2 separate regions of the Gossypium hirsutum genome follow, and region 1 is linked to region 2. The links are chromatin contacts, called in public Hi-C maps. All regions are on one chromosome and are shown on one strand. The core of a region is the stretch at or near the end of the contact, and the rest is flanking DNA. Distances in the headings are between cores, read along the strand shown.

Region 1 (6,604 bases), core at 2,860-5,359, 54 kb before region 2:
AATTTTAATGGCACTAATGTGACAATCTATGTGTAGTTAAGAGGGTTGTTTTAAAATTATTTTATGAATTTCTTTGAAAATTTCCAAAATATTTTAATATTCTTATCAAGTATATATTGTCTGCCACACACGAGCTGCCATCTCAATATTGTTAAAATTTTAATGGTTTAATCAATTTTTTCGTCTAAGAAGTGATATAACTAAAACTTGAAAGCTGAAAGCAAAAGTGATTCAAAAATATTAACTAGTTAAATTTATGTTTATGCCTTAGGAATTTTATTTTATTTTTTTAATATTCTCCTCTATGAAATGCCCTAAACATTGAATCACATTGGGTATAATAAATTCTTACCATCTTTGTTTTAAGGCAAAAATCAACAAGAAGAGTAAGCAAATTTAAGAAAAACACCTTGTATAAAAAAAGGGAAAGTACCTTATAATTGAGTTTAGCTAAGGAAACCTTTAAAACACTTTTTGGAATGAAAACCCTAATCCATAACTGTAAATTAAAAAAAAAAACAAAAAAGAGTTTCCCCCCTACATATTAATCCTACGAAAGCTTTGCTTGGCTCTTAGACAAGTTTTGGGCAGCCAAATTGTTGTGAGGTTGCTTGAGCCGATGACTTCACATCGGGGTTCAAAGACCCGATATTGATCCCATGTTGACCATTTCCACCCATGTTGCCTACCATTTCCCCCACTCCGAGAAAATCCAATGTTAATTTATCACTCTCCCCGATTCTTACCCCAAGTTTTTGATGTAACTTAGCTTCATCAACGTTGGAAAAGTTGGCGTTATTGCTATGATGTTCCACTGTCATCCCATTTCCGGTGAACCCTCCGAAGTTGCTATGATCTTGTCCGAAAATGGAGGAGTTACCATTTGCAAGAGAGTTCATTAGTCCTTGAAGATTGCTATCATTCTCCATCTGTGATCTTAGACTGCCACCACTCTCGAAATTGTTAGGGGCAAAAACTTGTCTGTCGGATTTGACCCCACTAGACGAAGAACTCCCCAATCCCCGTAGCAATGAGCAAGTGTTGTTGCTTGTAGTTGAACCCATTTGAGCAGCTTTTTGAAGCAATGCAGTTGCCGACATGTTTGGAGAAACGTTCTCATGTTGCATTGAACTACTGCTATAAAGAGAGGCCATCCCCGAACCAACCTGCACATCACCCATGTTAAACTGATTACCGCTTAAAAATCCGGAATTCGAAGCTCCGCCGTTTTCGCCGGTACTTATGCTGCTTGCACCACTGTTGCTGGGGAAGAAGCCTAAATTGAAAAGACTGGCGGAATTGGGCGCCGTACTGTTAGTATTGCCTTGAAGGTCCGGAAGTTGCATAAGACCATGTAAGGGTTTGTTTATGTATGGTCCATTTCCATGATGAGATTGATGTTCTGGGAGAAAACCTTGGTTCGCCGCATCCCCCATGAAGAACGCCGGCATGTTCTGCAATGAAGAAGGATTGGATGGGGGACTGTTGAGGTGCTCGAACTTTGCGACTCCAGTGCCGCTTCCCAACCGCAACATGTTGCTTGTTAATGGTTGATTCTGGGATAATCCTAAGCTCATTTGATGATGATTACCTCCAAATATATGATGGCTTCCGATTGGGGTTAAGTTATTGGTGGGGTGCCTTGCAGTTTCTTGAGCCAATGCATCGCAGAAGGCCCGATGGGTGATGAAACTATCACGTCTGCAACAAAGATATCATATATAAATGAGAGGAAAATTGAACAAATATATATATATATATATGAGAAGAAAAGTTGTTAATAAACTTCCATTAATGAAAACCAAGGTTGAAAAATCAAGCCTTTTCTTTTTAATCGTTTTTACCATTTTAAGAAGAAGGTGCTTCTTAAATGAATTGAGGGAATCATTTCCCAATTGATGAAATTCTGCAGTAAATGAAAAACATAATAAAAAGAAGAAAGAAAACCCTGAAAAAGTTGTCTATTATTCATGGAAGGAATATTTTTCCATAACTATGAAAGCCATTAACAAATGACAAAAACAGTTTCAGGCTTGGCCCAATATTTTCACCAATAAGATAATTTGAATAAAATGACCGGTAAAAAGCACAAATTATATATATATATATTTTCCCTCTTGTTCTCCAGATATAAAATTGCTGCATGAAAGAATCAAGAATTTCCACAAATTGCTCAACAAGAGAGTGACAGAAATGAGAATTGCCCCACACAGGCAAGAACCCTAACGTTTAAACAATGGCAGTAAAACATAAATATATACATACATATAAATAAATATATATGTGTAACACTCATCACATGAGAACAAATCCAGCAACAATAGACTTCATGACAGCGTATGAATTAACAACACGTGAATATGAAAAAGATGAAAGGCGATGTTACCAAGGGAGAAATGAAGAATTAAAATTTTTACTAATTTTGTTTGGTTGCCAAGAATCCTTATCAGCCATGGCAGTTTCGCAGATTATTGTTCACGTGCAACCAGTTTTTTTTTTTTTTAAAGAGTTTAAAGTGAAGAACTAGAAGAAGGGGAGAGAGAGAGAGAGAGAGCTAATCTATAGATAAGTAATCCAAAAAGGTGAAACAAAAGAACAGGCTTTATCACTGCCCAACTCCCAGTCCCCAAATCTTTCTCAAACAAATATTTTGCTCTCATGATAGCTTGGTTTGTCAACTTTGATAACCTCAGAGAAAGAAAAGTTTATGTTAATGATTAAGGGAAGGATAAAAAAATTACCTTGAGAAGAGAGTGCCACAGTCACATCTGTACTCCCTCGTGCCGCAAGTCTTAGAATGAGCTTTCCAATCAGATTGCACGGCATACCTCTTGGAACACTTCTCACACTTCCATTTCTTCTCCCCATGTTTTCTCGAGTAATGCTTTTTGATGCCCGTAAGGTCCCCAAGTGCCCTCGAGGGTTCATGGTGGACGCATGTGGGTTCAGGGCAAAGATAAACCTTCTTCTTCACTTCTTTTGTGCTCTTCTGCTTTAGCTTCCATGGCAGATTGTGTCCTCTTCTATGGAGCTGTAAATTCTGCTCCCTCTGAAACCCTTTGTTGCATACCTCACAGATGAATCTGTTGGTTGCCATTAAAGACTTGGGAGATAGTGCTATCACTTCCACATCTGGATCTGCTTGGTTTCATAAATGACAAAACCAAAAAAGAACCCAAGAAAATTTGGGGGAAAAGACAATAAATTTAGAAAAAAAAAACCCAGAATAAATTATGATGAAAGCTGACCAACTTTTGGATTAGGGTTCATTGGATTATCTTTAGTTTTTGAATTAAAAAAAATAAAAACTTGTTTCTTTATTGGCTTTACTCATAGGATAGATGTGGTAAAAGCCTAGAAAGAAAAAACATAAAGAGATGTATGTAAAGAGATACTTGCTTGGAGTTCCAGGTTGATTTCTCTTTTTCTTAGAGTGAGGTGCAGTGGTTGGAGCAGTTGAGGAAGTAGGTGCGGCGGATGATTGTTGTTTTATCATCGGGTTTTCATTTTCTGCGCTGTTTCCGAAGAAAGTTGCCGACGATGAAGCGGTGGCCATTCTCAACGATTATATAACCTTTTAACTCTTTGCTTGCTTCCTTGCTATCTTATCTTGTTTCTCAGCCCAAAACTAATGCAAACTTCTTAGAAACCACCAAACCTGGAATTCAAAAAATCAATCAAATTACCTCATAATTGAAAGAAAATAAACGGTTTGTGCCATAGGAAGGGGGGGTGGGAGGGATGGTTTGCATCCCCTTCAGCTCTCTTTTGAAAATCTTGCAAGGAATCAATAAAATAAGAAACAAGAAGACAAAAACCAGAGAAAAGGAAAAAATAATAATGAAAACTAGAGATAAAAAGCCCACAAAATACCAAGAAGGAAGTATCTAAGGAGACAGCAACAATCCGGAGTTGAAGAGAAAGAAAACAATCTAAATTATAGACTCCACATAATTTCTTCTTCAAATATTGTTGTTGATTTTTTTTTCTTATAAAATATATGACTTACACTTGCAAACTTGTGTTATTTCATGTCACATATATATGCATGTATGTATGAATGTATAGACACAAACAAATACATACATGTTTATCCCTTATGCTAGCCCCTCTCTCTCTCTTTCCTCTGGTGTATTCTTATGATAATTTATCTCATTTCTCAATCCTTTTTGTTCTACTTGTAGAATATAAAATTTCCCTTTCGTTTTTGGAACAAACAAAAAAAAATTCCTTTTGCTTCTTACTTTAAGAAATATATATACACATATTTTTTAAAAAAGAAATATAAATTTTCGAAACTTAAAGAGGATCGGATTTTACAAGCGGAGTTAGAATGATGACGGATATCTTATTTATTTCATTTTAGATTTTTAAATCTATTCAAAGGACACTTGTAATTCTTCTAACCGTACTTATGAAACTTTTATACCTCACAATAGTTATTAATTAAATTCATATTTAGTTTACAATACTTAAATAATAAAATATATTTATTTAAATTTAATTGCAAATTTATCAATAATAAAATTAAAATAAATCATTAAAATTTTCATATGTTTTAAATAATACAAATATACTTTTGAATCAAATCAAACCGATCAAATATCAAAACTAAACAAAAGAAAAATTTTTTAGTTAAACTCGAATCCTGTTCAACTTGACCCTACCTTTATCGAGAGGAGGTTGTTGAATCAACTCAAAGCAAAGCCATGCCAAACTAGATAAAGAAAATACTTTTTATTCAAATATGATCTGAACTCAATTCGACTTGATCCAACCTTTATTGGAAAAAAAAATGGTTGTTGAACCGAATCCAACCAAGCCTATATAAAAACTTGGCAAAGTACTTCTATTGGAAGAGATTATTATTGAATCGAATTAAATAGACCCTCATCAAAACTAAGAAAAAGTATACACCCTTTTTATTCAAACTCGATCTAAAATCTTATTCGATCGACTTTATTACTTCTATAGAAAAGGAGGTCGTTGAATCAAATCAAATCCACATTAAAACTAGATAAAAATTATTCGAGTCTAAATCTGATTCAACCAAATCTTAATTCTATTGAAGCGGAGGCTATTGAAATGAATAAAACTAAACCCATGCCAAAACTAAACACAAAAGTGAATTTTTGTTCAAACTTTATCCGAACTTAATTAGATTTAACCCCAATTCTATATATAAAAAAAAGAGTTGTTGAATGGAACAAAAATGAATGCATGTCAAAATTATCCCAAAAATTAAACTCGGTCCGAACTCAACATGACTCTATCTTTATCATAAAAAATTATTAAATCAAATAAACTAAATTTATATAAAAACTAAATAAAATAAAAATATTAAAATTCGATCCAAACCCGACCGGAGAAGGAGGTTGTTGGTATGAGGATTGATGCAGGAAAATGTGTCGTTATGCGGAGGGGCCACTAACATGCATGTAAGCCTTACCCTCTGCCCATCTCTCCTTCTCTTATTTCGTATCTTCTTACCAGCTTCAAGACAAAACCCTCTCTTTCCTCCTTAACGATGAATCAATTTCTTTAAACTGTTTACTGATTTTTTAAGTTACTGAACAACAGTTTATATAACCACTGCTAAAGGATTCAACTTGCTCTATTGAATAATTTTGCCATTCTGTCATCATAAATTGTGTTTCTTTTTTATCATTTAATCAACTTTATTTTATTTCAAATAAAATAGAATATAGTAATTTCTGTTTTGAGCTTTCATTAATAAATAATTTTCTATAATGCGAGCGAAACACGTCATAAAATATACAACTTTATTTATTTTCCATTTTTATTCTTAAACTCCCACTTATTACATTGACAATTCATTGATAAGAGGATAATACGTTTCAGCGCATTCAAACTTACGTCGTCCTACATTGACAATAATATCCTTACCAAATAAGTCTCAATTCAGAATGTAGAATTGGTTTTAGAATAACTAACATATGAGAAAACAAACTTTCGAACACTCGTACAAGAATGAGGCGAATGGATAAAGTAGTTTTTGCCCCACTCTAGTGTTATCCTTTAAAAAAAAGAAATGTTCTTTTTAATACAATTTTTTAATCTACTTTTAATTTTTTTTAAACCATAATTTATTACTAGAAAATCTAAATTTAAAAATAAGATATAATAAATAATAAAATGTAAAGTTTGAAACTGATTAATAATAACATATTAGATATGTGCTGTAAAAATAGAACGTCGGTAATGACAATATATCGCAAAGAAAAGAGAAATAAAAATAAAGAACACACAGATTTTTACGTGAAGACCCTTTCGGGAAAAAAATCATGGGCAGAGGAGAAGAAAATTCACTATGTCAAATTCAAATGATTACAAGAGGAATTTCGACTACATCTATTTATAGGTTGAAAAAACTTAATTCTAATCAAAGTCAAATATATTATGCTAATAAATGCTAAATATATTATACTCATAAATACAAACTCTTCTAGAAAGAAGATATATTTTGTTTAATTTGACTTGCAAGCAATCTCTTAGAATTTGGGTCACACAACTCTAACATGTGCGATATTAAAATAAATTAAATCATGAGTAAAACAAAATTTAAACATGTAAATACATCATA
Region 2 (6,740 bases), core at 1,352-3,851:
CTCCCATTGATTGTATTAGTTGTCTCCATATCCATACTTGGTAGGTTTTTTTTTTTTTTTGCACTTCTAAGATGTGTTGGGTCAATTAAGCCGTAGCTTTCATCTAGATTCCCACAGCCATTACTAACAAATAAGTTATACAAGGTATTGGGGTTAACAATAGCGGTGATTCACACCGCGTATACTGTGAAAGTCATTAAGGGTGGAGGTTTGAGGTGGTATTTTGGTAGAGTGGTAGCTAATGGTTAATGTTCATATCACCCTTTTGATCCTGGGAAAGAAGATATTTATAAGAGGATGAGGGTTTAGAGCAAATCCATCCTACCATCATGACTTCCTTAGTAGAGTCCAATTTAGACCTACATTAGAGTATGGCCTAAATGTAATCTAATGTGAGGTTGACAAACTTGAGAAATTAGAAATATTAATGAGATTAGATCTAATGTAACGCTTGTCTTTGATAGCATTGTGGCGATGCTTTCTCTCTGTGACAAGGGGCAAAGATATTCAAGTGTAGGGTACAAGATAAAGTATAGATAATATCATGTGTGTGAATGTACTTTAAAATTGTCAAAAATAAAAATAATTATATAGGTAAACACAAAACAACCTTGATTATTATGACACTAAAGGAAATTGTACATTTACAACAACCATTTCAAATATATATCTTAGAAAGAGTTAGTATTATAATCAATACATTCAAATGAGTATAATCAAAGTCAAATTATTATAATAAATTATTAGATTAATAATCAGAATATATCTAAACAAATCCATTAATAAACTAACATAAATCTAAAAGTTACCCATGGTGAGACTTGAATAAGCCTCCTTCTTATTAGTAAGTAAATGCACAAACAAAAAAAATTAATAATCGAAATATTTTGATATCTAAACAAAAATAAATTTAGATAAGATTCACATGTAGTGAGATTTAAATTAAAATAATATTTAAATTAAGAACTCACTGGATTGAAAATCTCACCCTTTACCAACATTTCTAAAAGTTAATTCACTAAAAAATATTAAGTGAAGCAATAACATTAAATAGAAGTTAACATGTCATTAATCCAAATTATTATATTTGGTAATTATGTTCTCTCTAGTTATGACTTTACGCCAACTACATCATTTGAAGAAAAAGAAGCACCGTATCAAATTGAAAAAGAAAAACCTTATTACGAACGAGTTTATTTGTATTTATTTTCTTTTTAACATAATGGAATAAGGTTTTGTTTTTTTATAATATGTATGTAAGTTGAAAATATAAAAGATTTACTTTGAAATTAAGATTGTGTTTCTCCCTCAAGTTTAAATTATTTTAAGCAATTCAACATCACATCTTCTTCATTTTAAGATCAAACAAAAGAAGATTTCCAACTCTTCAATTTTCTACTAAATAATTTTTCTAAAATTACTGTTTTGAGGGTTTATTCAAAATCTTACATTCTAATATATTTGTTCTATTTATAGAGAATTTGATTGATTTAGTGTCACCTTTCAATCAAGTTTTAACTCAAATGGTAAATTATAAAAAAAAATTCTTTAACAAAACAAAAATCATTATTTTAACAAAATAATAAATATTATTTTAAAGATATTTTTATCTTTATAATATAAATTTATATTATGATATTTAAACTCAATTTTTTTTATAAAATTTACTTTTCATCTTAATCATTCTAACCAAAATTATATTTAATTTTTGTGTTAATTTTCAATAATTTATTGCAAAATATAAAAACTTGATTGTTGCCCTTTTGTATGTTTCTTTTATGAAAATAAACAACTGGATAATAAAAATACCTTGATTATTTAAAGGATAATTATGATCAAAGTTAACAAAAAAATTATATAAGCTTTTAATTTCAATTCTTCATTAAATATATATATATAATTTGAAGAAAATAATTTTACAAATTTTATTGGGATTAATTATGAAATTTGCTCCCATGCACACAACATACATTCCAAATTGAAAAATTTTAATATATTCATTTTAGTATTCTCTTATTAATATTACACCATGGTTGACGTATACTACTTGTATTTGAAGTTATTAATATAAACTTATAATAATATTAAATTATCACATCAAACAAAATTCTCTCACATCAAAGTTTTGGATTATAAAAACACCATGAGGTCAATTCAGTGGGGTCTTGAAATCTTCTTCCAAGGATACACTTCACACTAATTATTTTTCCTTTGAATTTGATTAAAATATAAGAAAAATTGCGATTCAAAAGGAACCCAAATTTAATGTGAACTCAAATATGTAAGAAATAAATGAAATGTTAATTATTGCTCATGATATGGCTTTAACTCATACATAGAAAGAAAATTGCAATAAAAACAGGAAATCAAAAGGAGTAATTTTTATCTAAATTCAAACTTTCAAGATACTATTATTGAAAAAAAATAGAATATAAAATATATATTAATAATAATAAAGGGGTGAGTTGCAGGGAAAAAAAAGTGGGTCATAAATATTATGTAATAATAAAGAGTTTTAGCAGTTCGTAGGACCCAATTAATGTCCTACGGTGGAGTGACAATGAAAGTAAGCCCCCAAAAGAAATGACATAACTTTTAAATCTTCTTCTTCTTCTAGGAAGTACAGGGAAAGTGGGACAGTGGGATCCTAATCCCCCACTCTAACATGGAGAATCCTTTTTCAGCATGTCAACCCTTCTTTCCTCCTCTCTTTCCCTTTTGTCTCTTTCCTCCCATATTCCTTTTCCTATGTTATATTATCTCCTCTCCCTACTTAATATTAGATTGTTAATATTCTTGATGATGATGAATAAAGTAATACCACGAGAAGAAATTTTCGGATCAATTACAAAAATATCACGTGCCAAGTTAAAATTATTATAAGTCAAGCTAAAATTATCATGGGTGAATGTAACACCCCAAAATATATAGGGTTAGAATTATTAAATCATCAAGAAATGGCTTAATTTTGATGGTTATGTAGCTAGAATAATTCTTAAGAAATCCTAAGTTCAAACCCTATTCTTTCCATTTTCTTCTAAGTTTTTTCAACAACTAAAAAACAAAATTGGACTAAGATATTTCTTAGTTTTGGTAAAAATATATCAAGTGTGAGCAATAGTTTAGATGGCAAGTCCTTTACATCTCTCTCTTACTTCTTAGGTTTAAGTCATGCCACTCTCTCTCCTCATTTCTTTTTGGATGGCAATAAGAGTTATTCCTAATCAGCCCCTCCAATTTTGGAAACCTTATGTATTTAATTTCTTTTCCTAATTATAAGTTGATTTTAAATTTCTCTTTACCCCTAAATAGAATTTTTCTCTCTTCTCTTTAAATTTATCTTTTTCTTTTATTTCTCATTTTTCTTCCCACAAAGATTTTACATTTGTTGTTGGAAAATTAACTTCTTGAAATCCCAAATCAAAAACAATTATCAATTTAACATGTTTTTCCACCGGTTGTTGATTTATCGTCAATCACCTTCTAAATCTCATTGAAAGATCAGTAAGTATTCTTAATCCAATCAATAGAAACCATAAAATTTTAAATTTCATTGTTTTTGTCAATCTTCCAAACTCGTTTACTAATCTTTTTCAATCTTTGTCGAAAAATCTTGATAATCTTGAAATTTGTCATTAATCTTTGTGTTTTTGTTGGTTGAAAGACTCGTTGTAGGTATCCTGGATCAGATTTGGACGTGAAGATTGTCGTTCGAGAATCTAATGTCAAGTGTGTGTTCTTTTACGAGAAAATCGAGACAAAGCAGAGCTTAGGATAGACCACGCGGCCAACCACACGGGTGTGTGGCTCGCCTGAGTGGACCACATAGCCCCATCACACGGTCATGTCCCTCAAAAACCCTAGGTTTTTCGCGTCTCACATGGTCGTGTCTTCTCTGTAGGTTGAAATTTTGAATGCCACACGACCACAGTCTCTCATATGGCCTAGCCACACAGTCGTGTACCTCCTCTACACGGCCCAAGGCTTCCCACACGGTCTAATCACACAGCCATGTGTCCCCTAGAACCAAGAATTTATAGTTTAGACCCACAATTTTATGTTTTGATCAGATTAGTCCCTAAGTAAGTTCTGAACTAGTTTAATGATTAAATTATGCAATTAGGTCCCTAATAAATTAAATATGTTAGATTCCTTGATTGATCGAATTAATTTGGTAATTAATTGCTTTTATATATATTTGCATAAATTATGAATAATATATGTTACTATTCTATCTATATACTTGCAATCGTATGATCGACATGCCCTATATTACTGCTAAATTGAATACATGAAAAACATGATTTTGTTACTGATTTGCCATGTGTTACTACATTAAATGTCACCATATGATATTTGTATTAAATTTGCTACATTGCATTGCATGGGATAGGACAATATGATCGGAGGAAGTATTGGCAGTATATCTGCATTTATTTTTGCTGTTTACCCACAGCCATAACAAATTCCACCTGCGATGTTTTGTTGTGCATTCACAACCCTTTGACAATTATCATCTGCAAGCATGTAGTGCTTCCACAGCCATTGACAGATTTTATCTGTAATATTTTGTTATGTACCCACAGCCATATGCAGATTCCATCTGCGACATTTTGTTTTGTGTCCACAGCCATTGGCAGTAAAATTGCAAACTATTGGTGGTTAATCCACAATTTGGTATGTTAGTGGTTAGAGTTTTGGGGAACTCCCATTGTGGTATGCAGCAGTGGGGTAGGATCTTTTTTGTTAAAAACCCGAAACTGTATGGCATCTTTTAAATCATGTACATACAAATTTGGAAATTATATTACGATACATGTATGCATGAAAATATGATTATATATGTATATTGTGGGAAAATTTTGAATTTTTGGTTATTCTGATATCTGCTATTATGAGTTCCGTTATATGTTAATAATGGTTGCATTGAAGATAACAATACTCTGAACTAATATTTGATTATGAATATTTTATACTATATTATTTAATATGTCTTACCAACTATTTGCAATGATTTCCTTGTGATGGAACTCACACTGAGCGTCATAGCTCACTCCCCATTAAATTTTTATCCTTATAGATAACTCACTAGGTTAGGACGCTGCATCCGAAGGATTTCAGGTCGGATTTGTTAAAATATTTCTAGACATTTTATATTTTATTATTCAGAGATTGTAGTATCATTTTATTTCGAACTGTGGCATGTGACTTAGGATCATATTATATGATTATTTTATCTCTAAATTAATAAGAAATAAATACTAAATAAAAGAGTTTAATTCTTGTAGAACACTCAAATGAAGAAGTTAAATTTTACAAAAACTCTCTGTTGTTGAGGTGATCAGCACTATAAAATAGGGTCACCCGAGCCATTATAGATTCACAAGTACAAGAAGTCTAGAAATCTCTAAAGAAATTGAAATACTTTAAGAAATTCTAACAAATGTCATACTTATTCTAAAGAAAAGTTGCCTTTCGATGTAGCTCAATCGCAAAGGGGAGTCAAAAGTCGTTTTTGAATAAAGTTGTCTTTTGATCCAATTCAACTAATAGAAAGGAGGTTAAACCTGTTTTTCAAGATCAAACCTAGAAGGCCTTTTTGAAGTGTATTCTTCTATCCAAGATCAATTCTAAATGGCTCTTGTATCAAAGCTCTCCCCAATATGATTGTGCCAACACAAATGAGACAAAATCTATTTTCAAGATGTCTCGATGACCCTTGAAGTGGTCATCCTTGATTTAAGATCAAGTCTCAAAGACCCTTACATCCAATCAAATCAAATTCTCAAGCAAGTATCTCACCAAACCGTTTCAAGAGCAAGTCTCACAACACTTGAAGCAAATTGCATTCTTCCAATATCACGTCTAGATAACCCTTGGATTGAAGCCAAACCAGAAAGAAGAATTAAATGAGTTTTCTTTGTAATCAAGATATTCAAATATTGTAACTTCTTTTCAAAGTTATAAATAAAATTTATCCTCCAAATTTTCAAGTCAATTAACTACTTGAAATTTTTATATGTGTGAAGAGAAAAGAATTTTGTGTACTTCATAATTAATCAACTTTAAACTATGTAGTGTATATAACTAAATTGTTAAAACGAACTCATTATTAACTAAATTAATCTATATATTTCTACTAGATATTTTTTTTTTAATTTTGTCAATATATATTTAAGAATTAGAGATTTAGATGAATATTCGAGTTTGGGAGAGAGATTTCATGAGTTTAAGTCAATTAAATTTAAATTTAGATTACATATTTTTATATATAAGCCCCCAAATCTTTAAATTGAAGGAAAAATGTGCTTAAACATGCTCAAATCCACATCCTCCTTATTGTAGTAATAACAATAATTGTCGCACCCCAAAAACTGGGTTAGTAGAATCGAACAAGTAAATCGAAGGTTAGTGAACCAGAGCCCGTAATTAGGCTAGATAATTAAATAATTAGTAATTAATTAAATAAAATATTAAAATAATTAGAATTAAAAATTTTAGATTGAGAAATCAAAATTAGGTGTCCGAGAATTAATTTGGTTAAAATAGATTTTTAAAAACGAGGTTTGATTTGAAAATAATTTTGAAATTGGCTTTCATTGGAAACTAAAGACCAATTTGGAAAATAGAGGAAATTGTAGGTGGTCAAAGGGGCAAATGCCCAATTTTTAAATTTTGGTTGGTTATTTAAACCACCCACCGTCCCATCCCTCTCATTTTCACATTCCATTAAAAAATTT

The links. A called contact is a pair of places that touch in the nucleus more often than the background predicts.
Region 1: a Hi-C map of leaf shows a contact between it and region 2, with 2.2 times the contacts expected there. The contact joins the promoter of LOC107946301 here to the enhancer-like site in region 2. A contact is called at or near these places in 9 of 34 Hi-C or Micro-C datasets (callus, hypocotyl, leaf and 3 more).

Annotation. Positions count from the first base shown.
Region 1 is chrD12:48,994,523-49,001,126 of Gossypium_hirsutum_v2.1, reverse strand. It overlaps LOC107946301 (protein indeterminate-domain 4, chloroplastic), which reads right to left and starts at 4,109. Exons shown (of 4, transcript XM_016880559.2): 1 at 3,874-4,109; 2 at 3,400-3,658; 3 at 2,742-3,138; 4 at 417-1,701. The coding sequence starts at 3,556. The coding sequence ends at 573.
Region 2 is chrD12:48,938,617-48,945,356 of Gossypium_hirsutum_v2.1, reverse strand. No RefSeq gene overlaps it. Among protein-coding and RNA genes, the nearest start is that of LOC107946298, 28 kb to the right of the region's middle. Within about 2 kb of position 2,601, at least 3 of the 9 cell types and tissues checked have an H3K27ac peak or open chromatin away from gene starts, as enhancers often do. A contact at or near this core is called in hypocotyl and leaf, where this site is marked.